Linked DNA regions of Mus musculus: region 2 is linked to region 1. Evidence: chromatin contacts called from public Hi-C data. All regions are on one chromosome and are shown on one strand. Each heading gives the region's core, a stretch centred on a gene start, on an enhancer-like site or on the middle of the called end of the contact. The rest is flanking DNA. Distances are from core to core; before and after follow the strand shown. Region 1 holds the start of Srsf5 (serine and arginine-rich splicing factor 5). Region 2 holds the start of Npc2 (NPC intracellular cholesterol transporter 2).

Region 1 (7,285 bases), core at 3,256-5,755:
ATAATGGCTTAAGAGTTGGCAGCTGCCAATCAGGAGGGTTGGGGAAGAAGTACTTAGGCACCCTGAACAGATTTTTTTTTCAGTGTTAAAGTTGTTCCCTATGACTGTCTTTTTTTTCCCTCCTGCCTCTGTCTCTGCCTCCCAAGTGCTGGAATGAAAGGCGTGTGCCACCACTGCCCAGCCTCTGAAAACGCCTGGCTTTTTTTTTTTTTTAAAGATTTATTTATCTTATGTGTATGAGTATACTGGTGTGTACACCAGACACACCAGAAGAGGGCATCAGATCCCATTACAGATGGTTATGAGCTACCATGTGGTTGCTGGGAATTGAACTCTGAACCTCTGGAAGAGCAGTCAGTGTTACCCTCTGAGCCATTTCTCTAGCCCCTCTATGACTGTCTTAACTGGGCCTCAGACAAATCTGTGTGAGGAGACAAGACAGAGCCAGAAGATAAAGTGAGGCAGATCACAGTTTACATGCTTTTTGAGTACAGCAGTTCTCCAAGCCTCTTGCGCACGCTGGACTCGACCAGCAAGAACGACGCTGCAACAGGATCCTTCTGCACACGTTTATTGGGAGAGCTTGATTGCAGAGGCGAAGAGACCCCGAGCCCAGAACTGGTGCTGCTTATATAGGCCTAGGAGAGGCGTGTCTCACACCCGGATTGGTTATGCACTATACCTCATTTGCATGTTCCTCATCTGATTGGCTACTCTCTCTCTCTCTCTGTACCTCACAGAGCCTCATTATCGTACCTCATTTGCATGTCCCACATCTGATTGGTTATACTCTCAAAGCCTCATTATCATGCCCGGGCCAGGCAGTGTCTTTGCAAAAAACTTTACTGCATATGTACACATTGGTTGTTTGTCCAAACTTATGTGTGGTGGCCAGCAGTAGTCAGTGCCACTCTGCAACGGCACATGTGGCTTCCCACACAAGCCCTTTCTAACAAACTGTACTCCTCATCAGACCATTTAAATCAATATTTCTGCCAGTAGGGATCCAGGTGGCAGGATGCTGTAAGCATAGCAAGAGTGATGTCATATGAGAACCACATCAGCAGGTGGTTTGGCCACTGTGTGAACACCAGTGAGTGTTCTTACAGGAACCCAGATGGAAGAACAGATGTGTGGGCTGCTGCAGGGTGGCATGCTATGCAGTTACACAGCATGCTGGTTAGGTTTTGTCTTCTTGACACAAACTAGATTCACTTGGGAAGAGGGAACCTTAACGGAGAAGATGTTTCCGCCACCATATTGGGCTTTAGGCAAGTCTGTGGGGTATTAATATGTTAATTAATAGTTGATATGAGAGAGCCTAGCCCCACTGTAGGCAGTGACCCCCCAGACAGGTGGTTCTGGGTTGTTTAAGAAAGGAGACTGAGCAGGGTCTCAAGAGCAAGTCAGTGTAGAACTGGAGGCCAATACTGGGTTCCTCCACTATTCTCTGAATATTTTCCAAGCCACCTCCATTGTGACTGAGAAATATGCTCTAAACTCCTAAGTATTTTCAAATTTCTTGTATGTGAATGATTACAACTTTAAACTACAGACGCAAGTTTTCCCGGATGAGTAATGGTCTCTGCTTCATTTCCAGCCCTGACTTCTTTTCATGATGGACTCTGAACTGTAATAAACCCTTTCTCTCCCAGGTTGGTTTTGGTTAGTGTTTTATTACATTTATAAAAGCAAACTAAGACACACAGTAAAATATCTTAAAAAAACCCCTATACTCTAAAACAATAATAGTAAATATATAGTCATTTAGTTATCAAGTATTATGTACTGTACAGTACTGTGTGTTCTCTCTGGCCGGCTGAAGGGCAGGCTTGTTTACACCGGAGACCATTGCCACGAACGTGTGAGGAATGCATTATGCTGAGATGATGTCCCGGCCACATTGTCATTAGGCAATAGGAAATTTCAGCTCTGTTGTGTGATGTTTCCTGGGGGCAAGAAAAAGAAACATCTTGTTACCTAGGGGAGAGGACAGAACCCACTCAGCTCCAGCTTGGTGAGTCGATGAGTTTGCTGGGGTTACTTACAGGGCCTTGGGCGAGTCAAAGGCAGCCTATGGTACCAGCAATCTCTCTTCCCAGTCATCATTCACTGCTGATACAGCTTCTGGGAGGAGCTTTCCTCAGTCTTCCATGCAGGAATGCTGATAGGCCTGACTTCCAGAGGCTCTGTGGTTGGTCAACAGCTGCTCTGATTCAAGATGGGGATGTCCAATCTGGGGGAAACAGTTTTACAATAATCAGAGAGGATCACCAGCAAATGATGTGGTCTACAGTCGACAGAAATGAAATGTCTGTATTGAATGACTCTAGAGACATTGCTATTTTAAACATCATGCAGGCATTTAAAAAAAATCAGTATTTAATAAGTAAAAGATGGGCTTATAGGGTGAATCTGAGTCAGAAACAGAATCTCTCTCTCTCTCTCCCCCTCTCTCTCTTCAGACAGTGTTTCACGGTGTAGCTCCGGCTAACTCTGAACTCACTACATAGAGTAGGCTACTTCCTTCCTCTGCTCCTAAACACTGGGATTAAAAACATACCTATCCATCATGCCTGGCTACAGTAAGCTTTCTTATCAACTCCTAACACCTTCAGGGAGGGTGTAACCCGATTTCTGGGGAGAGGAAGGCAGCTAGCAGGTCTGTGATGGACAATAAATGTTCTCTTAATCTGTGATCTCTGTAACTCTTTTCCTCTACTACATATATGTTATTTGTTTGAATGTCTTTGGAAAGGATGCCCTTGCCCCTAAAGAATGACATGGGGAAAATATTTATCCAAAAGAGAGTACCCCCCACCCCCAGACATTTCTGGGATAATACAAGTGTTTTTTTGTTTTTTTTTTGAGACAGGGTTTCTCTGTGTAGCCCTGGCTGTTCTGGAACTCAGAAATCCGCCTGCCTCTGCCTCCCGAGTGCTGGGATTAAAGGAGTGCGCCACCACTGCCCGCTACATGTTTTTTAATGGGTCCACTGATGCTGTTTTTATTTGCATAGTTAACTGAATAGACAAGCTTATTCCACGTGAATGAGGTCAGACCCAGGGTTGCTCTGCTCCTTCTTGAGCTATCAGTTCATCCCTGTGACCCTAGCTGAAATTGTGTGACTCTATTCTAGGTACATCTCAAAATCTAGATGATGCCTTAGGTTACAGATAAAAATATTAAAGAGAAGTAGCCTTTTTCACAACAACAACAGTCTTTATTGTCAATGTTTCTAGACCTCCCAACCTCACTGGGGAAGGCTGGATAGAGTTACCGATGTGGACTGCTGTGTATTACATCCATGCTGGAAGCATAAACTCTATTTCTCAATAACTGTTGATTTCGACTCTTTTTTTTTTTTTTTTTTTTTTTTGGTTCTTTGACTCAGGGTTTTCCTGGCTGTCTTGGACTTTGTAGATAAGGTAGGCCTGGAACTCACAGAGATGATTAAAGGCTGAAGCTACCACCGTCCACCTAACTATTGAGATTGAGACCTGGACAGAAAGGAATGGACAATGGCCAGTTGGATTTAGAAACAACTTGAAATCTTTCCCAGCTAGCTGAGCCAAGATTGGCCCTAGGGATTCAATATATAGGAGCGTTTTTTGTTTTTTTTTTTTTTACCCACAGTACCAATTTCATTATTTCACCACGTGAAATCTCTCCTTTAGTAGAAAACAATTCAGTTCCTTAGGCTGATCAGAACAAAAACCACAACACTGAAAGAATTCACTTACTTGAGCCTCAGAGAACCCTCTCTCTCTCTCTTTTTTCCGAGGCAGGATTTCTCTGTGTAGACCAGGCTGTCCTGGAACTCACTCTGTAGACCAGGCTGGCCTTGAACTCAGAAATCCTCCTGCCTCTGCCTCCCAAGTGCTAGGATTAAAGGCGTGTGCCACCACGCCCGGCTAAGAACCCTCTCTTGAAGGACATTGATAAGTACAATTTGCAGAAGAGGCTAAAGAGAGAAAGAAAGAAAGAAAGAAAGAAAGAAAGAAAGAAAGGAAGGAAGGAAGGAAGGAAGGAAGAAAGAAAGAAAGAAAGAAAGAAAGAAAGAAAGAAAGAAAGAAAGAAAGAAAGAAAGAAAGAAAGAAAGAATTGGACCTGGTGCTCGGGCCAATAATCCTATCACACTGAAGGCGGACCGGCTGGATCGCTGAGCTCAAGGCTAGCCAGGACTGCTTAGCGAGACCGACTATGTAAATGAATTTTTAAAAGAAACAGGTGATTTTTGAAAAGCCTGGGTTTCTTGGTAATCTTCGAGGGACCTAAGAAAAAGTTTAAATACATCTTTTCGTATCCAAAGAAGTGTCCCGGTGTATCCTGCCAACTGAACGAACGTTTCTAGTCCTCCCACCACCCACTGCTCTCGCCAGGGGTCGCGGTAAGGAAGCCCCGCCCTACTAGAACTTCCGGCTCCCAGGAACCGTCTGTCCTCAGCTCCAAGTGGGCGGTCCCCGAGCTTCTGGCACCGCCCCGGAAGTGACGCCAGGACGTCCCTTCCATTTTGTGCAACGTCCGAGCTGCTAAGTGCGTCAGTTGTGGAGAGACTGTAGACGAGTTGGGTTCGTGTGTATGTGTGTTGTGTGTGTGTTTGTGTAGGGAGGCAGACAGCTCCGTCGCAGACTACGGACCTCTCCGGGGTCTCAGCCGCCAAAGACCCTGTCCGGTAGGTGAGTGGCACGCTTTGAGGGCAAGGCTTCTCGGATCGAGGCTTCTTCATGGCCGCTCGGGTCGCAAGTGGCCGGGGCTTCGCTCTTTGCGGAGGACGGCGACTCAGAGAGCGCAGTTGATTTGAGGTGGGCGCTGGGGCACGTCTCCCTGTGGGTGTTGCGTGAGGGGGACACGAGGCGGAAGGGCGGGCGTGGGGAGGGCGTTTGTGTCGGGAAGCAGCGCGCCCCTCCCTGCCGCCCTTAATGGCTCTCATCGAGGCCCGGACGCCGGGGAGCCGGCCTGGCCCAGGGCAGCTTAGGGTTTCCCCCCGTGGGCCGGCGCAGGCGCAGCGCTCTGGGCCCCGGGCTTGCCCGTGTCTCGGGGGCACGCAGCTCGGCTCGCTACGCTCCTCCCCCCCCCACACCCCGCCGCATACTTCGGCCGTCGCCATTTTGTGCTGCGAACGCGCCCCGTCGCCCACTGCGCAGGCTCGGTGGTGGCGTCGCGAGATTCCGGCTTGTGACGCGCGGGGAGGCCGCGACGCGGGCGCGGCCGGCTGCTATTGGACCAGGCCTGGCAGAGGGCGGGCTCGGCTCCGCCCGCATTTCTCGGCCTGGCCTTAACTGCGGCAGATGGGAGGGGAACCCCGGGATCCGGGGACAGCGTGTGCGGCTGCGCAGTCTAGAAAGGTGGCTACTGGCGTTGTGGTGGGCTGCCGTGTGGAACCTGGGAAGGGGGTCTTTTGGAGAGTTAAGTTTTAACTTGGAATTTGAATGTGGTGGTCGTGAACGACTTAAAAGGTACATGGCGACCTTGTTAGTAGAGTTGGTAAACGTGGGGTGTGTTTGACTGCTTGACTGAACATCCCCCACCCCCATGGTGTCAATCGTTGATATTGTCTCGATTCAATTACTGCCTAACAGGAAACACTAGCCGGGCATCATGAGTGGCTGTCGAGTGTTCATTGGGAGACTAAATCCAGCAGCGAGGGAGAAAGATGTGGAAAGATTCTTCAAGGGTTACGGACGGATCCGAGATATTGACTTGAAAAGAGGTTTTGGTTTTGTGGTAAGTACTTGAAACTGAGTTGAATTATCTGTCGAGAAGTTAGGTAACTTTGTGGTGGTGACACATGCCTTTGGTCTCTGGCCCTTGGGAGGCAGGGGCAAGCCAATCCACAGAGAAACCCTGTCTCCAAAAAAAGAAAAAAAAAAAAAACAAAGTGGGTAGAGCTCTTGTGATGAGCATGGACTCTGAGTCCATGTGAATTGTTTTCCCAGAAAGATGTTAGAAGTGGCCAAGAAGCAGTGGCTTCTGTTAAGAAGTTAAAGTAACTGCTGGCTGGAGTTGATTCTCAGTCATCCCTAGCTTAGGGTTATAGTATCTGAGTGTAAGGTATATCTTAACACTTCCATGATTTTTTTTTTAAATTTATTTTTTATTTTTTTGGTTTTTCGAGACAGGGCTTCTCTGTATAGCTCTGGCTGTCCTGGAACTCACTTTGTAGACCAGGCTGGCCTCGAACTCAGGAATCTGTCTGCCTCCCGAGTGCTGGGATTAAATTAAAGGCGTGCGCCACCACGCTCGGCTTCCATGATCTTAATGTGCTGTAGAATGCATGCACGTCCAAAAGCTCTACTCTTACTGCTACATTTTAGGAATTTGAGGACCCAAGGGATGCAGATGATGCTGTTTATGAACTTGATGGGAAGGAACTTTGCAGTGAAAGGTAAGCATGATTGGTTTATAAGTAGTTCTCCCAGGGAAGTAGAGCAGAGTAGACATTTGCATATGTAAGTGCTCTCATGTGTAGTGTGTGAATGCTTTTTTTACCTCTTTGTAGGGTGACGATTGAACATGCCCGGGCTCGGTCTCGAGGTGGAAGAGGTAGAGGACGATACTCCGACCGTTTTAGCAGTCGCAGACCTCGAAATGATAGACGGTATGTGGTTTGGGTTTGGCTGTTACGGTTGGGTTAGGGTCCGTTAGCATTAAATGGTTCTCAGACTAGTTAAGTCTAGTTAGTCCACATGCTGAGAACCCAGAAACTTGATGGAATCACTATCTTGGCTTAAACTTGTCACATAGCATTTGACATTGTGACATAACATCTGACACTGAATGCTTATTTTTCTTTCTTCAGAAATGCTCCACCTGTAAGAACAGAAAATCGACTTATAGTTGAGAATTTATCCTCAAGAGTCAGCTGGCAGGTTTGTTGAAATACAGTTTTGAGATATTTTTTAATGTGGCATTTAAAAGTGTTAATGGGTAGTTAATGTTTTATTAATATATATCTTATTAAATGCTTTATCTTAAATTAATTTAATTGAACTATAATTTTAAACTTTAGTTAAATGTAACTGGGGGATGTTTCAGATTTTAATATTAGTGATCAAATGTAAATGTTTTGAGGTTATTTTTTCATGTTTTTTAAAATCAATTTTAACCAAATATTAAACCCTTTATTTGCCAGCCTATCTGTGTCGTTGGCCTTATGACGAGGAGTGCCTGTGGGTTATCCTAATCGTTGTCTTGGTCACTCTTGGTTGGGCCTGGTTGACTTTGCCAGTCAGCTCCTACAGTGATCAGTTGGCCACCTCTAGATCTGTGTTTGCCGGTCTAG
Region 2 (7,285 bases), core at 1,780-4,279, 3.8 Mb after region 1:
ACGCCTTTAATCCCAGCAGAGGCAGGCAGATTTCTGAGTTCAAGGCCAGCCTGGTCTACAGACGTTCCAGGACAGCCAGGGCTATACAGAGAAACCCTGTCTCAAAAAAACCAAACAAAACAAAACAACAAAAAAGGAAAATCAAAAATCAGTCATGGCGCACACACATGCATACACACACACACACACATGCACGTACACCCCTGCTTTTCTTTAAGTTCTCTCTAGGCCCGAGAGCTGGCTTAGCAAGTAAAGGGCCTCACTACCAAGGCTGAGAACCTGAGTTCAATTTCCCGGGAAAAACTGACTTCTGAAGGCTGCCCTCTGACCTCCACATGTCTGCTGCACACATGTGGGTCCTCCTATATACATACACACAGATAGATAGATAGAGACAGAGAGAGAGATAGACAGATACAACATGAAAATACAAGTTCTTCCAAGGTGTATAATCTGTCAAAAAAAGCCAGGCATGAACATGAACACGAACATGGCCAAAGTAGAGGCAGGCAAATCTTTGTGAGTTCAGCCTGGTCTACAAAGGTGTCTCAAACCAAACAAAATCCACCACCATTACCACCAAAATAATGAAGTTCAGCAGGACAGTGAGGAGGGGGCCCCTTTAATCCCACCTCTCAAGAGGCAGAGGCAGGCAGATCTCTGAGTTTGAGGCTGCCTGGTCCACACAGATCAAGTTCTAGGACAGCTAGGGCTCTGTTGCATAGAGAAATCCTGTCTCAAAACAAAACAAACCAGTCCAAGTGGCTCCTAGGGACTTATCAGCTATCAACTTATCAACTCCTTATAAGTCCTAGGGACTTATCAACTTATCAACTCCTGCTGATTAGCTGTAGGGTCTTAGACAAGTTGGTCTGTGTGCTTTAGTTTCCTTCTCTGTAAAACAGATGGTGAAGAATAAGTTAATAAAATGAATACAGTGCCTTCATCCCAGACTCGGTCCTCAATAAAGGAGTAGGGGGTAATATCACTGTGGATAAAGTGAAAACCTGAGTTCAATTCCCAGAAGCCACATAAAAACGCCACTTATGGTGGCACGCACACGCACGCGCGCGCGCGCGCGCACACACACGCACACACACACACACACACACACACACACACGCAATCCTGACCCTGGGAGGTCTACTACGTCTCAAAAGAAGTGGGCTGTGCTCTTGAGGATGACACTTGAGAGGTTGGACTCCGGCTACCACATGCTTGGGTACACATGAATACACACACATGAGAAATAAAATGAAAATTTAAGAAGTTTAACAGAAGGGAAAAACAGGTACTTCAAAGAAACAGCCACTCTGAGCTAGCCTCCAGGTTTAGTGAACGGCATCTGTGAACTATTGATAGGCAGTGGCCCTTATTATTTAATCCAGTTCCACATGCCCACCGTTGCTTTTGCTTTAACAGAACTTTTAATATCATATTAGAGGTAATATGAATTCCCTTGTTTCCTTTTTCAGTGAGTATTTATTATTTACTATCATCCCATAGTACTGGATACTGGCTACAAAGAAGCATATTTAGCTTGGTTCCTCACTCAGCAGTGTGACTACAGAAGGCTTTAATCCACCTCCCACTCCCACCTCTACCTCCTTAGTTAGGGGTGTGTGTGTGTCTGCCTGGGAGTGCAGGTAGGTAGCTGAGAAGGCCCAGAGTTGGGGTATAAGCAGGTATAACCTGATGTGGGAATTGAACTCTAACCCTCCGGAATAGTAGTTCCCCTTAACCACTAAGCCATCTCTCCAGTCCTAATAACTCTTTAACTTACTGCTTCATTATGGTCTGTTTCCCCCTGCTCAAATATTTTACAAAATCAGTTTGTCTTTCGACCATCACTGCTGCCTTTTCCACCCCGGGCCCCTGCACTGCTCCCACAACTAAGTGTACAGGCTTGACTGGACAAACTCAGAATTTCTACCCTCTATTATATTTTCCAATAAAGAGTCCAGGGGCAGCGTTGGGAGGGAGGCATCACATGATGTCACTAGAAATACGAATTTTATAGGAGACAAGGATCAAGAATCATGAAATTCATTAGAACAATGGAAACCCTACTTTGTAAATGAATGTTATGAGAAGGAGAACTAGCTTTTGTCTCGTTAGTGGGGGTGGGGTGGGGAGGGGAGGTGGATGGTACTTCTAAGACCAGAGCAGGATTGACAGGGATTTGGAAGGCCAAACTGGGCTACAGAGTGAGGCTGCCTCAGCCCGCTCCCAACCAAACTTCAAACGAACAAAGGGAGAAAGGCCAGTGACGATACAAGGCATAAATCAAAATAAGTCCCGTGCCTATTCCTTCAATCCGTGTTGGATGCAGACCTGCTGTCTATCCTATTGTTTTATTTTTTGCTTTTATTTGTTTACTTTTTTCAGACAGGGTTCAATAAATCCAGGCTAGTCTTAAATTCGCAATCCTCCTCCGTCCATTGAAATCTCAAAGCCCTTGAGCGCTGCAATATATGCCCGCTTGATGTTCACCCAAGAAACTTTAGTGAACTTCAGCACACGGTTCGCCTTGTGAGTGTTTTAGATTATCCCAAAACACGAAATGCAAGGAGAAACAAAGTTGTGCGGAGGGGTTAAGTTTCATCAAGACTAGTACCTTCGGTCCCAACCTAGTCAATTCCACGTTCCAGCAACCCGCCCAATCCACCCCCGGGGGTCTCCTCGAGTGGGCTCAGGGCTCACCGCAGTCCTTGAAGTGCAGGGGCTCCGCCTGGCTGGCAGCGACCAGCGCCAGCAGCAGGATCGTGGCGGCCAGAAAACGCATCGTGGATATGAAAGCTCTGCAATCTAGGAAGGAAAAGCAGCCCGAGCAGTCACAAGATAAACTTGTCCCGGACCGAGGGTGGAGCCAGATCAGGCCACTTGTGAGCAGTAACCAGCGAAGGCCCGCCCGCGCCCCGCCCTGGGCTCCGGGGCCGCCTGGCCTGCAGCTCGCCCTTTATCTCCGCCCATCTCTTCCGCTTCCAGGCAGGGCCTACGGAGAACTCGCTCTTTGCGTTCGCCCCGCTCTATTGGTACCGACCCACTTCGGCAAGTGGAAGCGTTCTCTGTCAATCAAAGCCCTCTTATCTCGCTATACCCAATAGGCACGCTTGGGGGCGGAGGCTCGATGCAGCCCCGCCCCCTTCTCCCCTCCTCCGGAAGCCCAGGCTAGGCGGGGATTTGGACCATGCTAGGGGCGGAGCTTGCGGAGTAAGATGGCGGCCTCCAGGGCCTTGTCCCTAACTGCCGAGGCGGTCAGGGCTGTCATTCCTAGGCGCTCGGGAAGGTATCGAGGGTGGAACGTCACTTAGGAAGGGTGTTGGGTTCTGCGTCTTCAGGATAGATGGGAGGCTAAATCTCACGCGGGGTGGGGTGTGGGGTGAAGGCTTGGCAGTTCAGAAGAAAGTGTCCCCAGATTTGGGTACGAGGTGTCCATAGAGGGTCATCTGGTGCCATTTCCCGGGTTCGTCTCCCTTCTTTACATCGCAGGCTCCTCGCCGTCTTTCCCAGGCTTTTGACCCGCTGGGAAACAACATCTTCCATTCCAGAGGCTGGCGAGGGACAGATCCGCCTCACAGACAGCTGCGTCCAGGTAGGAGGTCGGACGCGGGGCGGCGGTGCCCAGGAGGGCTCTAGAAGACTTCCTAGTCACCCGTCCCGTTATCTCCGCTTGCTTGGCATTCTTGATCCTCTTTCCTGAATTTCAGAGGCTTCTGGAAATCACCGAAGGGTCAGAATTCCTCAGGCTGCAAGTAGAGGGAGGTGGATGCTCCGGATTCCAATACAAATTTTCACTGGATACAGTTATTAACCCCGACGACAGGCAAGGAGGACGGATGGGTCGCTAGAGGCTGTATCAGAGGATAAAAGTGGCCCCAATTTATTCCAAACTTCCAAGCGTCTAAGTCTGCTTAACACTACCACCCTCTCCGTTCTGTGAGGATACAGCAAAGATTTGTCCTCTTGTTTAAAAATAAGGAAGAACATTGACTTAGCGTCCGTTAGGTAGTCAAGTTGAGAAAGGCTGAACTAGGGCTGGAGAGATGGCTCAGCGGTTAAGAGCACTGGCTGCTCTTTCACAGGACCTAAGTTCAGTTTCCAGCAACCACATAGTGGCTCACAACTATCTGTAGTGAGATTTGATGCCTTCTTCTGGTGTGTCTGGGGAGAGCAACGGTATACTCACATAAAATAAATGAATAAATAAGTGTTTAAAATATATATATACACCAAGGTTCCACCCTAAGAAAAAGGCTGGACTAGTTTCAGTCCGAGCCCTTAAATAATCCTTCTGTTTTTTTTTACGTTGAATCTTTCTGCTTCAGTCCGTTCCGTCCCAGCTAGAAGTCCTAAGCAGTGTTCCATGCATTGGAGAACAAGATGTACACCTCTGGGCTCAGGGTGTTGTGTGGGTGTTTGTGGTATTTGTCATTCATGCTTTCCTCTTGTCTTTTCAGGGTATTTGAACAGGGTGGGGCAAGAGTGGTGGTTGACTCTGATAGCTTGGCCTTCGTTAAGGGAGCCCAGGTGGACTTCAGCCAAGAACTGATCCGAAGCTCATTCCAAGTGTTGAATAACCCTCAAGCCCAGCAAGGCTGCTCCTGTGGGTCATCCTTCTCTGTCAAAGTCTGACACAATGACGGATGACCCTGAGATTGCCACCACTGCACCAGTGTGAACAACCTAGAATAGTAGAATTCTAGAGGTTTCTTTCTCATCATGTCCGGCTCTCATCTTATTTAATTTAATCCAGAAGTGTCTTATTCTACCACTGTAAATTATGGAATGTGAAGCTTTTAACTCTTGGCCGAAATACTCTCCCCTCCCCCAGTACAATGTCAAGGCCACATCCAAAGGCTGTTACCTCACCTGTAATCACTGGTTGGAACCCAGTATAATTTGTAGCACCTCTAGGACTCCAAAATTTGGAGTTAACCTCTCTAGCCTTCAGAATTGTTTATATATCTGTGTATAGCTATATATAAAACATCATTATAAACTAAGTTCTTATCGTGTTTTCAATCAGGATCCAGTTTGGGTAGCTTGAATACCAGAATTGAGGCCAAAATTGGTTAGAAAGGCAAACAAGATATTCTCTGCTGTCTCTCTCTTTCTTCTTCCTTCCTTCCTTCCTTTTTTCCTTCCTTCTTTCTTTTTTCTTTCAACAGGGTCTTATAGGTAGCTCCAGTTTTGGACTCTCAATTCTCCTGCCTCAGCCTCTTCATGCTGGAACTGCAGACATATTACTACTAGGCCTGGGTTGTTGTTTCTTCTACTTCTACTACCTCTACTACTACTTCTTCCTCCTCCTCCTCCCCCTCTTTCTCCTCCTCCCCCCCTCCTCCTCCTCTTCCTCCCCCTCCTCCTTCCCCCCTCCTCCTCTTCCTCCCCCTCCTCCTCTTCCTCCTCCTTCTCCCCCTCTTTCTCCTCCTTCTCCCCCTCTTTCTCCTCCTCCCCCTCCTCCTCTCCCTCCTCTTCCTCCTCTTTTTCCTCCTCTTCTTGTGGTCCCTTGCCCCCTACTCTCCCACGATTTGACCTAGGGCATTGTAACTGCTGGGTAAACACTCTAGCACAGTGGTTCTCAACCTGTGAGTCACAACCCATGGCAATCCCATTTATTACAACTCATAACAATAGCAAAATTAGCAACAAATGTAATTTTATGGTTGGGGTCACCACAACATGAGGAACTGTTTTAAAGGGTCTTTGCTTTAGGCAGGTTGAGAATCTCCACTCCAGCACTTGAATTATATTCCTTGACTGTTTTGCTTTCTATTTGGAGACAGGGTCTCACAAAATTTCCTTGGCTGGCCTTGAACTTTCAATCCCCTAGTCTTGATACCCCAATAGTTGCGATGACAGGCCTGTGCCACCAGTCCAGTTGTATTGTACTCTTCTTGACTGTCTTAGGGGATTTATCCATGTGTCCTATGAAGGCCATTTCCACTTGGAATATTACAGAGAAATACATTTTATTGTCATGCTCATGAATCTACTAGGTTTTATAAAGCCAAGAGACCTCCCCCACCTCCAAAAGCCAAAAAAGCAAGTTTAGCTAAACCCCTCTTGATCACTGAATTGCTTGAAAAGTAGCTTTTGTACTCCATGCCCATAAAAGCGCTTCAAGATTCTATGACCATTCAGTAACTGCCTCCCCCACCTCCAAAAACCAAAAAAGCAAGTTTAGCTAAACCCCTCTTGATCACTGAATTGCTTGAAAAGTAGCTTTTGTACTCCATGCCCATAAAAGTGCTTCAAGATTCTATGACCATTCAGTAACTGAGTTTGCCTACCTTCTATAAGAGGCCTGTGGTTTTATGCAGAGGGGGAAGTGGTCCTTTCATTACTTGTAGATAATAGAAGAGAAGTTTTGTTTTGTTTTAAATGTACACAGTGTTCTGCCTGCATGAATGCCTACAGGCCAGAAGAAGGCTCCAGATCTCATTATACATGGTTCTGAGCCACCATGTGGTGGCTGGGAATTGAACTCAGGACCTATGAAAGAATAGCCAGTTCTCTTAATGTCTGAGCCATCTCTCCAGCCCCCTAGAATGGACTTTTTTTTTAAAGATTTATTTATTCATTATATATAAGTACACTGTAGCTGTCTTCAGACACTCCAGAAAAGGACATCAGATCTCATTACAGTTGGTTGTGAGCCACCATGTGGTTGCTGGGATTTGAACTCAGGACTTCTGGAAGAACAGTCAGTTCTCTTAACCTCTGAGCCATCTCTCCAGCCCTGGAAGGGACTTTTTAAAGAGTGAATTAAAATATAAAAACCAGTAAAATTTGTATTTCAGATTCTCAAGTAATTTATCTGTATCTTTAAGACACATACTTATTTGCTTACCCTTCCATTGCAAGTCACTGGTCATTAAAAGAAAAGCCTTTTTTATAGAACATCAAAAATTTAGGCCAATTAACTGCCAACATAAACCAAACACATCTACTATAAACTGACAATAACCTGATAGCATGCAAATGCTTCAGGCTAGAGAATGTTTGTTCTTGATAAGTTATATTTGCTGAGTTCTTACAACATTTGATTCCAAAGTTTGTAGATTGGCTCGACAGGATTAATGAAGCAAAAAGTAAGGGCAGTTTAAATAATGGCACTAATTCATAGCAATCTATTCCAGGTCAGTCTGTCTCATTGTCTTTCTCTGTGTCTCTGTCCCTCTCTGTGTATGTGTGTGTGTCTAAGTTTATACTTTTGTATAATATACACAAAAGTCAAAAGGAAGCAGCCTGTGTATACATACATTTGAAGATCAAGGGA

The links. Hi-C and Micro-C count contacts between places; a contact is called where the count stands out from the background.
Region 2: a Hi-C map of CD8 T cells shows a contact between it and region 1, with 4 times the contacts expected there. The contact joins the promoter of Npc2 here to the promoter of Srsf5 in region 1. A contact is called at or near these places in 2 of 484 Hi-C or Micro-C datasets (CD4 T cells and CD8 T cells).

What each region holds. Positions count from the first base shown.
Region 1 is chr12:80,940,994-80,948,278 of GRCm38.p6, forward strand. Srsf5 (serine and arginine-rich splicing factor 5) reads left to right here and starts at 4,506. Exons shown (of 8, transcript NM_001079694.2): 1 at 4,506-4,679; 2 at 5,583-5,727; 3 at 6,318-6,388; 4 at 6,503-6,601; 5 at 6,803-6,872. The coding sequence starts at 5,602. It overlaps Gm20337 (predicted gene, 20337), which reads right to left and starts at 4,406. Exons shown (of 3, transcript NR_045057.1): 1 at 3,744-4,406; 2 at 2,049-2,236; 3 at 1,659-1,949.
Region 2 is chr12:84,770,083-84,777,367 of GRCm38.p6, forward strand. It overlaps Npc2 (NPC intracellular cholesterol transporter 2), which reads right to left and starts at 3,030. Exons shown (of 4, transcript NM_023409.4): 1 at 2,704-3,030. The coding sequence starts at 2,785. It overlaps Isca2 (iron-sulfur cluster assembly 2), which reads left to right and starts at 3,188. Exons shown (of 4, transcript NM_028863.1): 1 at 3,188-3,289; 2 at 3,493-3,595; 3 at 3,711-3,826; 4 at 4,461-5,007. The coding sequence starts at 3,219. The coding sequence ends at 4,635.